Linked DNA regions of Mus musculus: regions 2 and 3 are each linked to region 1. Evidence: chromatin contacts called from public HiChIP or PLAC-seq and promoter capture Hi-C data. All regions are on one chromosome and are shown on one strand. Each heading gives the region's core, a stretch centred on a gene start, on an enhancer-like site or on the middle of the called end of the contact. The rest is flanking DNA. Distances are from core to core; before and after follow the strand shown.

What was found. Promoter capture Hi-C pulls out the DNA fragments that hold promoters and counts their contacts. HiChIP or PLAC-seq counts read pairs in DNA pulled down with a chosen protein or histone mark.
Region 2: an H3K27ac HiChIP or PLAC-seq map of bone marrow-derived dendritic cells shows a contact between it and region 1, with 7 times the contacts expected there. The contact joins the promoter of Parp14 here to the promoter of Fbxo40 in region 1. A contact is called at or near these places in 5 of 39 promoter capture datasets (the 3T3-L1 cell line, hippocampal neurons, liver and 1 more), 2 of 115 datasets of contacts at active chromatin or transcription factors (bone marrow-derived dendritic cells and pro-B cells) and 1 of 9 other capture datasets (macrophages).
Region 3: a promoter capture Hi-C map of embryonic stem cells shows a contact between it and region 1, with 2.4 times the contacts expected there. The contact joins the promoter of Nr1i2 here to the promoter of Fbxo40 in region 1. A contact is called at or near these places in 3 of 39 promoter capture datasets (cranial neural crest, embryonic stem cells and hippocampal neurons).

Annotation. Positions count from the first base shown.
Region 1 is chr16:36,989,205-36,993,154 of GRCm38.p6, forward strand. It overlaps Fbxo40 (F-box protein 40), which reads right to left and starts at 1,263. Exons shown (of 4, transcript NM_001358217.1): 1 at 900-1,263.
Region 2 is chr16:35,869,090-35,872,783 of GRCm38.p6, forward strand. Parp14 (poly (ADP-ribose) polymerase family, member 14) reads right to left here and starts at 2,293. Exons shown (of 17, transcript NM_001039530.3): 1 at 2,078-2,293. The coding sequence starts at 2,264.
Region 3 is chr16:38,292,833-38,297,022 of GRCm38.p6, forward strand. Nr1i2 (nuclear receptor subfamily 1, group I, member 2) reads right to left here and starts at 1,992. Exons shown (of 9, transcript NM_010936.3): 1 at 1,686-1,992.

The DNA of each region.
Region 1 (3,950 bases), core at 13-2,512:
AGGTATTTACATTATGGTTCACAACAGTAGCAAAATTACAGTTACAAAGTAGCAATGAAATAATTTTATGGGGGGGGGGGGTCACCACAACATGAGGAACTGTGTTAAAGGGTCACAGCATTAGGAAGGCTGAGATGCAGATATTCCAGGAGCTAGGAGTAGTCCATCTGCCTCTTAAGCTTTTAAAACCATGAATATCTTTCATCACTTCACTTCTGCTGCTCTGGGTGTACTCGCCTCAAGCTGGTCACAGTTTTGAGTTCGGGTGCCTAAGTCTGTGTATGATTTTCAGTTTTCACTTTCATGGCTGCTTCCCCCCGCCCCCCCCCCACACACCCCCAAGAGAAATGGGCGGGAAGGAATTGCCCTGAAGCAGTTTTGTTAGGCAAAACTGAGTTTCAGGTTGCAGGCAGAGTTTGAGCAGCCAGTGCTGTTGAAGTACCGCTGTGGTACATTAGACCGCGATGTGGCTCAGTAGATGGAATTTAAGCCTTGTGACCATGACTTGCAATTAAAGCCACAGAGGTGGTTGGAGAACAGCATTGCAGCGTTTGGACTAACCCTGGGTGTCTACTTTTTCCCTTACCACACACTGCCCTCCCCTGTCACCACTGTGTGACTAAGGTAGCACTGAATCGCTCTGGTTGACTGTAGTAGAAAACCTAAACCGGCAGAAGGCTGCTGACATTGCAAACTGCTGTAGGATTTAAAATCCAAAACACCTTACACATGGCCAGGGCTTTCCATTACCAACCTTTCCCCCATCACCCACATGTAACAAAGTTTAATAACCTACCTTCCACGGTACAAAGGAAATGCACAGTAAGCCTCGGTCCGGTCCACCCATTTATCATCTAAATAACCTGGGTCACACCTGCCGGTGTTTGAAAAAATCTTACCTAAACGGTACAAGCTGGCTCAGCATCCGCAGCTACCAGCCCTTTGCCGTTGATCAAGCAGGTCTGGAGGAGGTGGGTGCCGGTGCTTCCGCTGCAGCAGAGCACCCAAGTTCTGTTGGAAAGGCAAGCGAAAGGGAGAAAACGCCAACTGACATAGTTCAAGCGTTTCAAAGTTAAAAATAAAACTATATCACAGGGCAATGTGACCGGGCTCAGCTTACGACCTCTTTCGTCTCTGTAGGTTATCAACACTCAATGTCTAAGTGCTGGAGGGGCAGAGGAGAGCCCATGGGAAAGTAGCGCTTAGAGCAACCCCGGACTTTGTTTCACAGAGGAGGGAGGAAAGCCTTTGCAAGAAGGGTCAGAGCAAGGCCAACACAGCCTGAGTCCTGTGTGTGCCGTGGGCAGGTCCAGCTGTGTCCAGGAGCTGGGGGAGAAGCAGCTGGCCTCTTGCTCTAATTATAACCCTGTGTTCCACCCAAGCCCCTCACTGGCTGAAGTAGCAAGTTGTGCAAGGGACACAGTTCCATGCTTCTGCTTCTCCCGTTTCTTCTCAGGACAGGTTAGCATCTGCTTTCCTCTGGCCCTGGCCTTTCCCAGGTGGCAGAGAAAGGGAGAGTTTGTCATTCAGAAACAGTCAGTTAGCAAGTCCAAGGAACAGAAGTAGAAGTGGTAGGAGGCTTGGCTATCATTTAGTACAAGTTCCTTTTTACATGTGAAAAGACACAGGATCAGGGAAGGTGAACTATTACATCCATCACCACAAGGCTCAGAGCTAGAAGAAAGACTTCTCAAAGTCTGGGATTCTTCGTCGGATCCTTTTCAAGATAGTTCTTTCAACCTCTTCTTTGAAAAAAAAAATAACGTGAATATTATCTAGTGCATCAAACTGCTCAGTGTGGCTCCCTTTTGAATGTGGGTGGATCTTCAGAGTAAAGAGATGAGTTTATATGTTCTGCTGTGATGAGCAAGCCGTCTCTGAAATTCCCTCCACCCCGTTCTCTCATGCACATTTGTTTATGTGGGCAAGCTCATCTGGGTGAAAAGCCAGACAATAGAAATGATAACATTGTATCCATCTTGTGTTGCAGCACTTCACTGTCTTTGTAACAAAGTTTTCTTGCAGATTCCTTAGGTTGTAGATGATGTCTCAGTCACTTCCTTTCCAGACTGGCTGCCTTTTCTTTTCTTCCTTCCCCCTGTGCCTGGCCTGGAATGTCCTGCACTGTGTTGAACAGGGGCAGCAACAGGGGCTGTCCTGACTTGTCCTGGACAGCCCCTCCTTCATTGGTAAGTTGATAAGTCACCTGTGGAGTTTTTAGTGAATGAATACAAGTACCCTGTGAATCTCTCAGGCAGCTTTTGGCAGGTGGAGGCAGGGAATTAGTAGTTAGTGTCTAGTTTAGTGTCTGTTCTCATCATGAAAGGCTGCGGACTTTTACCAGATGGTCTCTCTGTAGCTCTTGTATTGCATTGATTGGTGTTTCTGTATTGAACCAAACTTCCATTTTTGGCTAAGCCTCATTTGGTCTGGTGCATAGCTTTGTTACTATTGCCATGATGGAACACCATGACCAAAAGCAACTTGGAGAGGAAAGGGTTTATTTCTTATTTATTCAAATGAGAGTTTCTTCCTTGATTGTTTCTCCATGTGTGATGCTGGGGTCTGAACCCAGGCCCTGGCCCTCAGCGGCCAAGAACTGCATTACCATCCCCAGCTTGTCCTCAATTGATTTTCATTTCTAAGTGGAGGAGCAAGTGATGGTTTGTTTAAACTTTGCTGTCTATGAGGAAGGAGGGCTGGCTATCTGATGTGGCATCCATTTAGTTAATCCTGTTATGCTTTAGCATGTGCTTGGAAAGAGTGTGTGTGTGTGTGTGTGTGTGTGTGAGTGTGTGTGTGTGTGTGTGTGTGTGTGTGATATTTTAACTCTTTGAGAATTCGTACGGTGTATTTTGATCACATTTGCTCTTCTCCTGCCTCTTCCTCCCATGTCTACCCTCTTTTGCCCTCACCTCTCTACCCACCCAAGTGTGAATTTCCCTTTTCTTTTGGAAACCCACATCATGTCTAGTTTGTGTTTCCCTACTACTCTAGGGTGTGGGTCCTGCTCTGAACTGTGGTTTTATATAACCCAGGCTGGCTGATGATGATCTAGAACTTCTCGGCTTGCACATGTGTGCCACTGTGCTCAGTCTGGTACGGCACTCAAGTGCTCTGTACATGACAGGCAGACACCAGCTGAGCTCCATCCCCATCCCCAAGAACGTACATTCTTTAAAGATGGATCTGGAAACTGGCATCCCTCCATTACATCAAGCTCATTAATTTTGTGGCTAAATGTTTTCCATTCCTATAAAATTGCCTCTTAACTATGGACTGCTGCGTGATGATTTTGTATTGTGATTTTACAATAAATAGTTCAAGTGTTTCCACACTTGTGTTAGCATTTGCTTCATTTAGATTGGGTAGATGCTAATAACTGTGTACAAGCTCAGAACTGTATATCTTGTGAGGTGATCATCTTTCTTAATCATGTTCTATACTGTTCCATCTCTATCTGAGCTCATATTTCCCCTTGATATTCCACTTGGCAGGCATTGCGATGCAGTGCCTTCCTTCCTGTCTGCAGGTATCTGTAGCGATGGATCACTTCCCACTGAGAGCTGACACAGGGAAGCTGCAGGCCCTAGAGGGGCATGTGCTTTTGTTTCCATTCATTTCGAAGCAAACTCCAGTTTTCCTGAAGGAGCATGTGGCTTCATGTTCACACTTTTGTGGTTTTCCAGATTTTTCTCCTGCTGTTCATTTCTAAATTCACTCCATTGTGCCTGAAGAATATATTTTGTGTCTCTCTTTTAAAATGTATTACTTTAAGACTCTGTGGTGATTCGAACATTCTTGGCCCATGGGAAGCGCCACTGTTGGGAGGTGTGGCCTAGTTAGTGGAAGTATGTCTCTCTGGATGTGGGACTTTGAGGTCTCATTTGTGTATCCTGTGTGTGTGTGTGTGTGTGTGTGTGTGTGTACGTGTGTGCATGTGTGTGTGT
Region 2 (3,694 bases), core at 1,043-3,542, 1.1 Mb before region 1:
GTCAGATCTTCCGGTTCCTACCTCTATATGCTAATTTCTGCTGGGAAGGGGATGCTGAGAGGCTCAATAGTACTATCCAGCTATTGTAGACACGAGTGAATAGTTAGGCCTGCTCAGGCTCCTTCTGGGCCAGAGGGTGGTGCTCTCTACAGGAAAGAAATGCTGCTGCTACAGGGAAATTCCAGATGACTTCCTACTGAGGAAACAGTGCCTCAAGTAGGAAACCGAAAGTGAATAGAGAGACATTCTAGTCACCCTAAAGACTGCCTCCTCAACAGGGTTAAATTTTAATAGATTTTGAGTCTTCTCTGTTGCAAGTGAAACCAGAGGGATGGCCTGGAGCAGCCTGGGGGGCTGTGGGCTAGGAGCCCTGTAGGGAGAAAGCCAAGCAGAGATCCTGCGACTGGTGAATTTCATTGTGAGCCCAGCCCTTCAGGGCGGAGTCACCTGGCCAGCCCCGGGGTCTGCTGTAAAGGCTAAAACTGGAATTGTATTATCACAATTATTTTTCCGTGCTGTGTATTTCAGTATAGTACCAATATCTTAGATAGTCTCTCAGTCCCTCTGTTTTGTTGGTTTGATGGTCTAGATAAACAACAGATTTTTTTTAATGTTTAGCATGTTCGGGTCTCGTCAGAGGGCTGGTGGTACACAATCCTTATTCAGTCGACACTCACTGTACTACAGTGTCTAGGGTGGAGCTGGAGATGTCTAGTTACCCCGACCTCTCTGTGACCAGGATGCCAGTAATCTGCACCCCTACCATGTGACCCTCATTTGAGGACAGTGACATTCTAGAGAAAAGCGCTCTCCATACGGGTCATGTCTGCTGGGATACTGACAGCTGGAATCAAACTGGGACCCCTCTACTGTGGTTCTCAACCTGTGGGTCACAACCCCTTAGGATCTAATGATCTTTTCCTGGGGATTAGGTTCTGGTTCATAATAGTAAGCAAAATTACAGTTATGAAGTAGCAACAAAAATAATTTTGTGGTTGGGGTCACCTCAACCTGAGGAACTGTGTTAAAGGTCTGCAGCATTAGGAAGGTTGAGAATCACTGATCTAGGAAAAGTGAAAAATGAGATTCTCACTTTACTAGCTAGCTGCCCATTGAGGGCTCCCTTGTGAAATCAAACCTGTGTTTTCCGGAAGGGATCAGAGCTAAGCAGGTCTCTTGTGCCCTCCTACCCAGGCTTCCTGAAACCCTGTGTTACACCTTTCTCTTGTTTTCATTTTTTTTTTTTTTTTTCCTTCTTGGGTCTTTGCTGGGCTGTTACCTTGCCCACTGCCCGGTCTCCTCAGCCTCCTTTCCTCTCCTCTGGCCCAAATGTTCCCTCCATCCTGCACTCTGAGGATGACCCTGGTCTGCAAAATCTCTGATATTAACACATGGTGGCTTTCCAGAAGTCACAGATCTGGGACTTCCATTCACCCACCTGAGCGAGAAATGAAGGCTGGGCCTCCTTTGCAGAAGGCCAATAGAGGTGGGGAACATTCAACTGCTTAACTGTTCAGGAACCTTCCAGAGATGAGGGAACACCCCCAGTCCCTATCCCAACCTGGGTTCCAAGCTTACAGCCACCTCAGATCATCTTGGGGCTGAAGGACGAGGTAGGAACAAGACACCACCACCCATTACCCACCCCTGCCCTGTCCCTCCCTCCTCCACTGAGGCACAAGAGCTCTAGGGCTTTTCACTTCTCAAGCTCATCTCCCTAAGAACCCTGCGGTGCTAGCGGACCCTGGACTCCTCCCGTTTCTTAATTCTTTTCCTGCCCCACCTGAATAATAAAAACAGGACAGTTAAAACAACAAACAAGGGCTGGAGAGATGGCTCAGCCGTGAAAGGCTAGGCTCACAACCAAACAACAAACAAACGAACACGGGAAGGTCCACAGATTGCTTCAGGGAGCGACTGGGAAAGCAAGGGGAACGCCACTCCCGGTTGCGCTCGCCACGCAGATTCTGCCTCCAGGATCTCCCGCACCGAACGAGCTGCAGCCGAGGGCTAGACCTGGCACCCATGGTCCCAAACCCCGCGCGAGGCGACCCTCCCCGACCTTCGCGCCCCTCACCATCCTCCGGGGAGAAGAGCACCCGGAAGCGTGCTGGGTTCCCCGGCTCCGGGACGACCTCGCACTCCCCTCCTCCGGATTTCTTCCGGCTCTGGAAGTACACTTGCAACTTGTTGATCAAGTTCTTTGGGGGGTCGGGGCCCCAAGAGCCCTCGACCAGCAGCGGGAAGGAACCCGACGCTGCCATCCTGACTGAACTAGGAAGCGGCGACTGCTGGGTCGTCCAAAACTGCTCAGAGTTTTAACATTGAGATAACTTCTTTCGCTTTCATTTCCTGGAAATCCCTCCCCGTCCTTAGTTTCTATCTTCACCTCGCTATCCCAGGATTGGAATAGTGCAACAACAACAACAACAACAACAACAACAACAACAACACACACACACACACACACACACACAGAGCTACCACCCACCCACCCCCAGGCACTTTGTTCTCCTGCTCTCAACAGAAGCCAGTCAATCCTCCACCCGAGCTCTAGCCTCCAGGCCACCTCCTTAGCAGCTCCAGAGCTGGGCCCCGCCCGCACTCCACCTGAGCTACAGCTGAGCCCTGCTCCATCACTAGGATAGTTTCTGCATACCTGAAAACCCACGCTGTATAAGAGAAGGAAAACGATCCTCTCAGGATGCTCCCTGCTCACTTGGGGGACCACCCGAGGGCATCTGACCTGACTTTCCTGCTTCAGAATTCTGTTTTCTCATCTGTGCATACTTTGTGTTTACAAACTCCCAGTATTGAGGAACGCGTGCTGGCGTCCATGCTTTCTGGGTGTTCAACGGAGGGACACAGGTATGGGGACACAGGAGACGGTCGACAACTCTAGGGAGAAATACACAGGTGTTGGAGCAGAAGAGCATGGGCTCCCAGCCCAATTATGGAAAGATCAGGTAGCACTTCTGGGCAAGGGACGTGCTACCCGAGAGCCTAAGAACTACTAAGAAATGACCTTAGATGGTGGGTCTCTGGGGCTTTGTGGTTCACTTACACAAAATAACTTAGGCTGCTGCATGGTGGCTGAGTTCGACAGGAGTGAGAGAAAGCCAGGCTGACCTGGGTGCTCAGGAGAGGGCTCTGGTCCCGCTACTGGTCTAGGGCTCTTGGGGCTCCGACACCCGCCTCCCCCATTCCCCCTCCTAGGAAGAACGTGATGGCCTCTAAGCTGCCTTTGGAGACAAGATTGGCCGAAAGATATGAACAGTTCATCCAGGAGTGGTCCAAGCAACAGGAGTGAGGTGCGCCTACTGTGACCGGGATAAGAAGAGACTGGGAATCTGTATATCCTTAACGCGTGATGAGCGAATATTTGGGATACGCATTAAAGCAGGCTTTGCCGGTCCAGGGCTAGAGTATGGTGACCCCCTCGGGGCCCCTGGTAACACTATCTGATGGAGAACAGGGACGATGGGGAGTCTGAAGAGGACCGAGGTCTGAAAAAAAGGAAGGAAGCCGAGGCAGCACTCAGAGCTTCCCCCCTCCCCCCCCCCTTTTTTTTTTTTTTTTCTAGACAGGGTTTCTCTGTATAGCCCTGGCTGTCCTGGAACTCACTTTGTAGACCAGGCTGGCCTCGAACTGCCTCTGCCTCCCAGTGGTGCTGGGATTAAAGGCATGTGCCACC
Region 3 (4,190 bases), core at 742-3,241, 1.3 Mb after region 1:
ATGTAAATAAAGAAAATATCCAATTTTAAAAAGAAGAAAGAAACAAAGGTTGTAAGAAGCAGAAGTAGTGAACATGTACAGGGAAGTCATCAAGCGTGAAGACCTAAGCTCCTTCCCTGGAACCCACATGGTGGAAGGAGAGGATGGACTTCTGCCATTTATCCTCCGACCTCCCACACGCATGCCATGGCAGGTATGCTCGCACATACATACACACTGAATAGATGCTTGTAACAAAAACTTTAAAAATAAACACTTAAATCCTAAAGCAGTTAAACAGGGCAAGGTTCTATGTGGATGGGGAAGATCTCTAAGTCCTGCACGGTGGAAAAATCACATGGCAGTTGGGTTGGTTTGTACGTGAACACAGACATAGATGCAAAGACTGTGGTCTGGTATACACACACCATGCCAGTTGCTTTGGTGGGAGACAGGGACTAGGAGAAGCAGTTAGCTGTATTTACACTGCATTTTACTGAGCATGCAATCAGTCATGAGTCGCTTGACAGTTTAAACAGTGGCCACCTACAAAACCAGTCTAATTGGCTTTGCAGTGGTCGACTGTGTTTATTTCCCAGTCATTTAGCATCAGGCAGATTGCCTGTAGACGAGTCGGCGACATCTTCTATGTAGAACCATTTGCTTCCGCTGTTATGGGGCAAAACCAGCCTCACGACTTTGTGTTTTAGTACGACTTTATTGATTAAAAAAAAAAATAGCTGATGGGCCAGATTTGGCCCATGAGCTATAACTTGGTGATCCCAGTTTAGATTACATTTATTATATAAATAAAGCATTTTTAAGCAAGTATTTTTGTGTATTCAAAAAAGTCTATTAATGAACAGGGTAAGCCAGGCTTCAGAGGCCTTACTTGGAATACTTTAGACTCTGGCCAAGTCATTAGAGACCAAGGATTCCTCTCAGTGTAGATAATTCAGCCACTTTTCATCTGTGTGGTGGTCCTTTGCCTTCCCGGCAGCAATGAAAAACAGTCATGCACGTGCAAGGGACAATGCCACACCTGAAGCACAGAGGGAAGGTTTGGTGGCCTTGAAGGCATCTCCTAAGGTAGCTCCTGGATGTGGAGGAGCCTTAAAGCCATGTCTCTAGCCTGCGCCTCGGGCTGTTGTATGGAGCAGAGATGGGACCTAGGGTACTGAACATAACGGGAATGACTCTGACAAACAGAGTCTAAAGCCGACCACTGTACACGGATATAGTGTGTACTGAGACACCGCTAATGAGAATGTGAGGCCTCGTGACCATCCTGCCGCTGTCTATGTCCCCGGGGGCTGCCAGCACTAACCTGACAAGCTCTGGGAGCCAGTGCTAATAGTTCCTGATTCTCATGGTCTTCAGCAGCGGTGTTTCCTAGGTCAGGGACTCCAACCCTGTCACAGAAGGGGCTCGGCTGCCTATCTAATGCCCGATGTCACATACACAAGGCTTCTGTTGTGATGCTTCCTGGCAACACAAGTGTAGGCCAGGTAGCAGAGCACCTTGGCTCCACAACTGTCTTCATGCTTTGTTTGACCCAGGAAGGAGAAGAGGAGAGAAAAAGGTGTCATTGTCCTCCATACTCCTTCACATTGCTGACCTCCGACCTCATTTGTATCCCCCTCAGCCTTCTGTTCAGAGGCAGAGGGCATCTGACTCTTAGAAAGAGAAAGAAGGAAAGATCATACCTGTCTGGGGGCCACTGCTTTTGTTGGATTTCCCCCTTGGGGTCCACCTTGAAGAATCAGGAACGATGGTTCTGCCCAGAGCTCAGCACACCTGCCGTGGCTACCTGGCTGCACATGGAGATCTCAGCTTAAGTCCTCAGTGTTTCCTATGAGCCAAGGTCAGGCCCCTAGGGAGAGGCTGACCATCCAAGTAGACAAAAGAGCAGTATCTATCCCCGATTCTCACCCTCAGCTAACCTTAGGCTATGTTGTCCACAGGCATAGGAACCATACTTGTTCTTGCCCACAGTACACCCCAGGTCCAATGTAGTAAGGGGCCCCAGTTGGCACTCCCAAGTCCCAAGTCCAGCACCCGAGCTAGCAATGACCAGATTACCGTATTTACTCTTGTTATATCCCCTTCCTATTTTTTTCATAGTTGTCTTCACTGTAAAACATGTAAGGGAGGGGAAGTGTGTTTTAAGTGTTTGCTCTAAGTAATTCTGGGCCAATGTTTGCCTCTCTGAGGGTGATTTTGCCTCTAGAGGTAAAGTGCCTTTGAATCTATAGCTCCTAACACTTTTTTTCCCTAAGTTAATTTCCTGGACAGAAGCAGTTTACGTGAAAGTAAGGAAAAGGCCACACACATGACACTGGCTTGTTGATATGAGAGAGAGGGAGGAAATAGCTTCGAGACAGGTATGACCTTGCAGTTCCAACCACAGGACAGAAAGCTGGCTGGGACTACCAGGAACTGTCTGAGAGTTTTCTCTTCTCTCGGACCCTTCTAGAAGCTTCCTGTCTAGTGGGCTCTGGGGTAGCAGGACATCATCGGGGTGTCCTTGGCCCTGGGGGCTTGCATATCTGGGAAGCCTGACAAGGGACACTTATTTCCACGAGTGGAAGCAGGTCTTTTTTTTTTCTGTACTGAGATGAATGGGCAGGATTCCAGAATGGGCAGGGCACCTCACCAGAAGTCCTGGGGTCACGGGTAAATTATTACAGCTTTTATCATCTCTCGGGGCTCTTCTGGCATACAAAGGTCTCTATTCACCTCTCCTATAAAAATGGCAAGTTATTTACAGCAGAAACAGGGAATCCAGGACAAATGAGGAACTTCCCAAAGGAGAGAAATGCTCTTCGGTTCCTGAGGGATTGTCTGGTCTCTCTTCCTCTGCAGATGCTGTCCTGAGCTCTAGGTGGCATAAGAAGACTGCAGGGCTGCCAGGCATCAACATTTATCTGGGTAGGGCTTTATTTGGAAGCCAGTTTAAACACCCAGTTTGTGGTAGTTACTAAGAACCCCAGACTGGAGGCCCAGAGAGGACCTGAGTCACTCCCACGCATGGCTGGAAAGGAGGAGAAACTGGAGTCCTGACCTCTGCTCAAACTTTCTTCCCCTGCAACCAGCACTAGGAGCTCCTGAACCATCCACCAGAGGCAAGCCTAGGCAGTCAGCGTCCTTGGTCAATTTTATAAAAACATAAACAAAACCATAAATTAAAAAAAAAAAAGAAAAGAAAAAGGAAAACTCAGATAGCCAACTAAATTCATGACACACTAATGGTGCAAGTTCAGGTGAAGCCAAAGGAAGGGAGCAGGGTGGTCCAAGGACCTCCAGGGCACAGAGGTGCCATGGGGTAGACTCAGAGGGGTGATCTCCTCTTTGGTTTTTATTTTTGTTCTGTTGTGGTGGTTGTTTGGGGGGGACATATGCCCTACTTTTCTTTCTGTTCCTGTGATAAATACCATGATCAAAAGCAACTTAGGGGCCGGGTGTGGTGGCACACGCCTTTAATCCTAGCACTCGGGAGGCAGAGGCAGGCGGATTTCTGAGTTCGAGGCCAGCCTGGTCTACAAATGAGTTCCAGGACAGCCAGAGCTACACAGAGAAACCCTGTCCCGAAAAACCAAAAAAAAAAAAAAAAAAAAAAAAAAAAAGCAACTTAGGGGAGGGAAGGTTTATTTAACTTGCTCTTCCAGGACACCATCCATCATTGAGGGAAATCAAATCAGAACTCCAGCAAGGCAAGAACTTGAGGCAGAATCCGTGGAGGAATGCTGCTTACTGGCTTCATCCTCTGGTTTGCTCCTCCTGGGTTACTTGTTTCCCCTGGCTGGCTCCCTCTGGCTTGCTCCCCCTGGCTTGCTCCCTCTGGTTTGTTCAATTTCCCTTGTAATCTTAATATACAATCTGGTTTCTATTCATATCACATATATTTTTCCTCCCCACAATCCCTTTTAAAGTTATCTTCAGAGCTGGTGGGGTAGAACACAAGTTATCTAATAGTGTGTGAGATTGATTTGTAAGTTTTAAATATGTGCAGTTCATCCTCTTTACTCTTACAAAACTCGGGAACAGGCCTGTGTATGAAGAGTAGTTTCCTATTACTGTTAGTTGCTCATTGCTGTGCATCACTGGACAAGACGGGCTCCATTGTGGCGTTTTCATAAGGACTTGAAGTGAATGTATTTTGACCATGATCACTTGCCCCTGAGGAATCCCCTCTCTCTGCACCCTGCTTT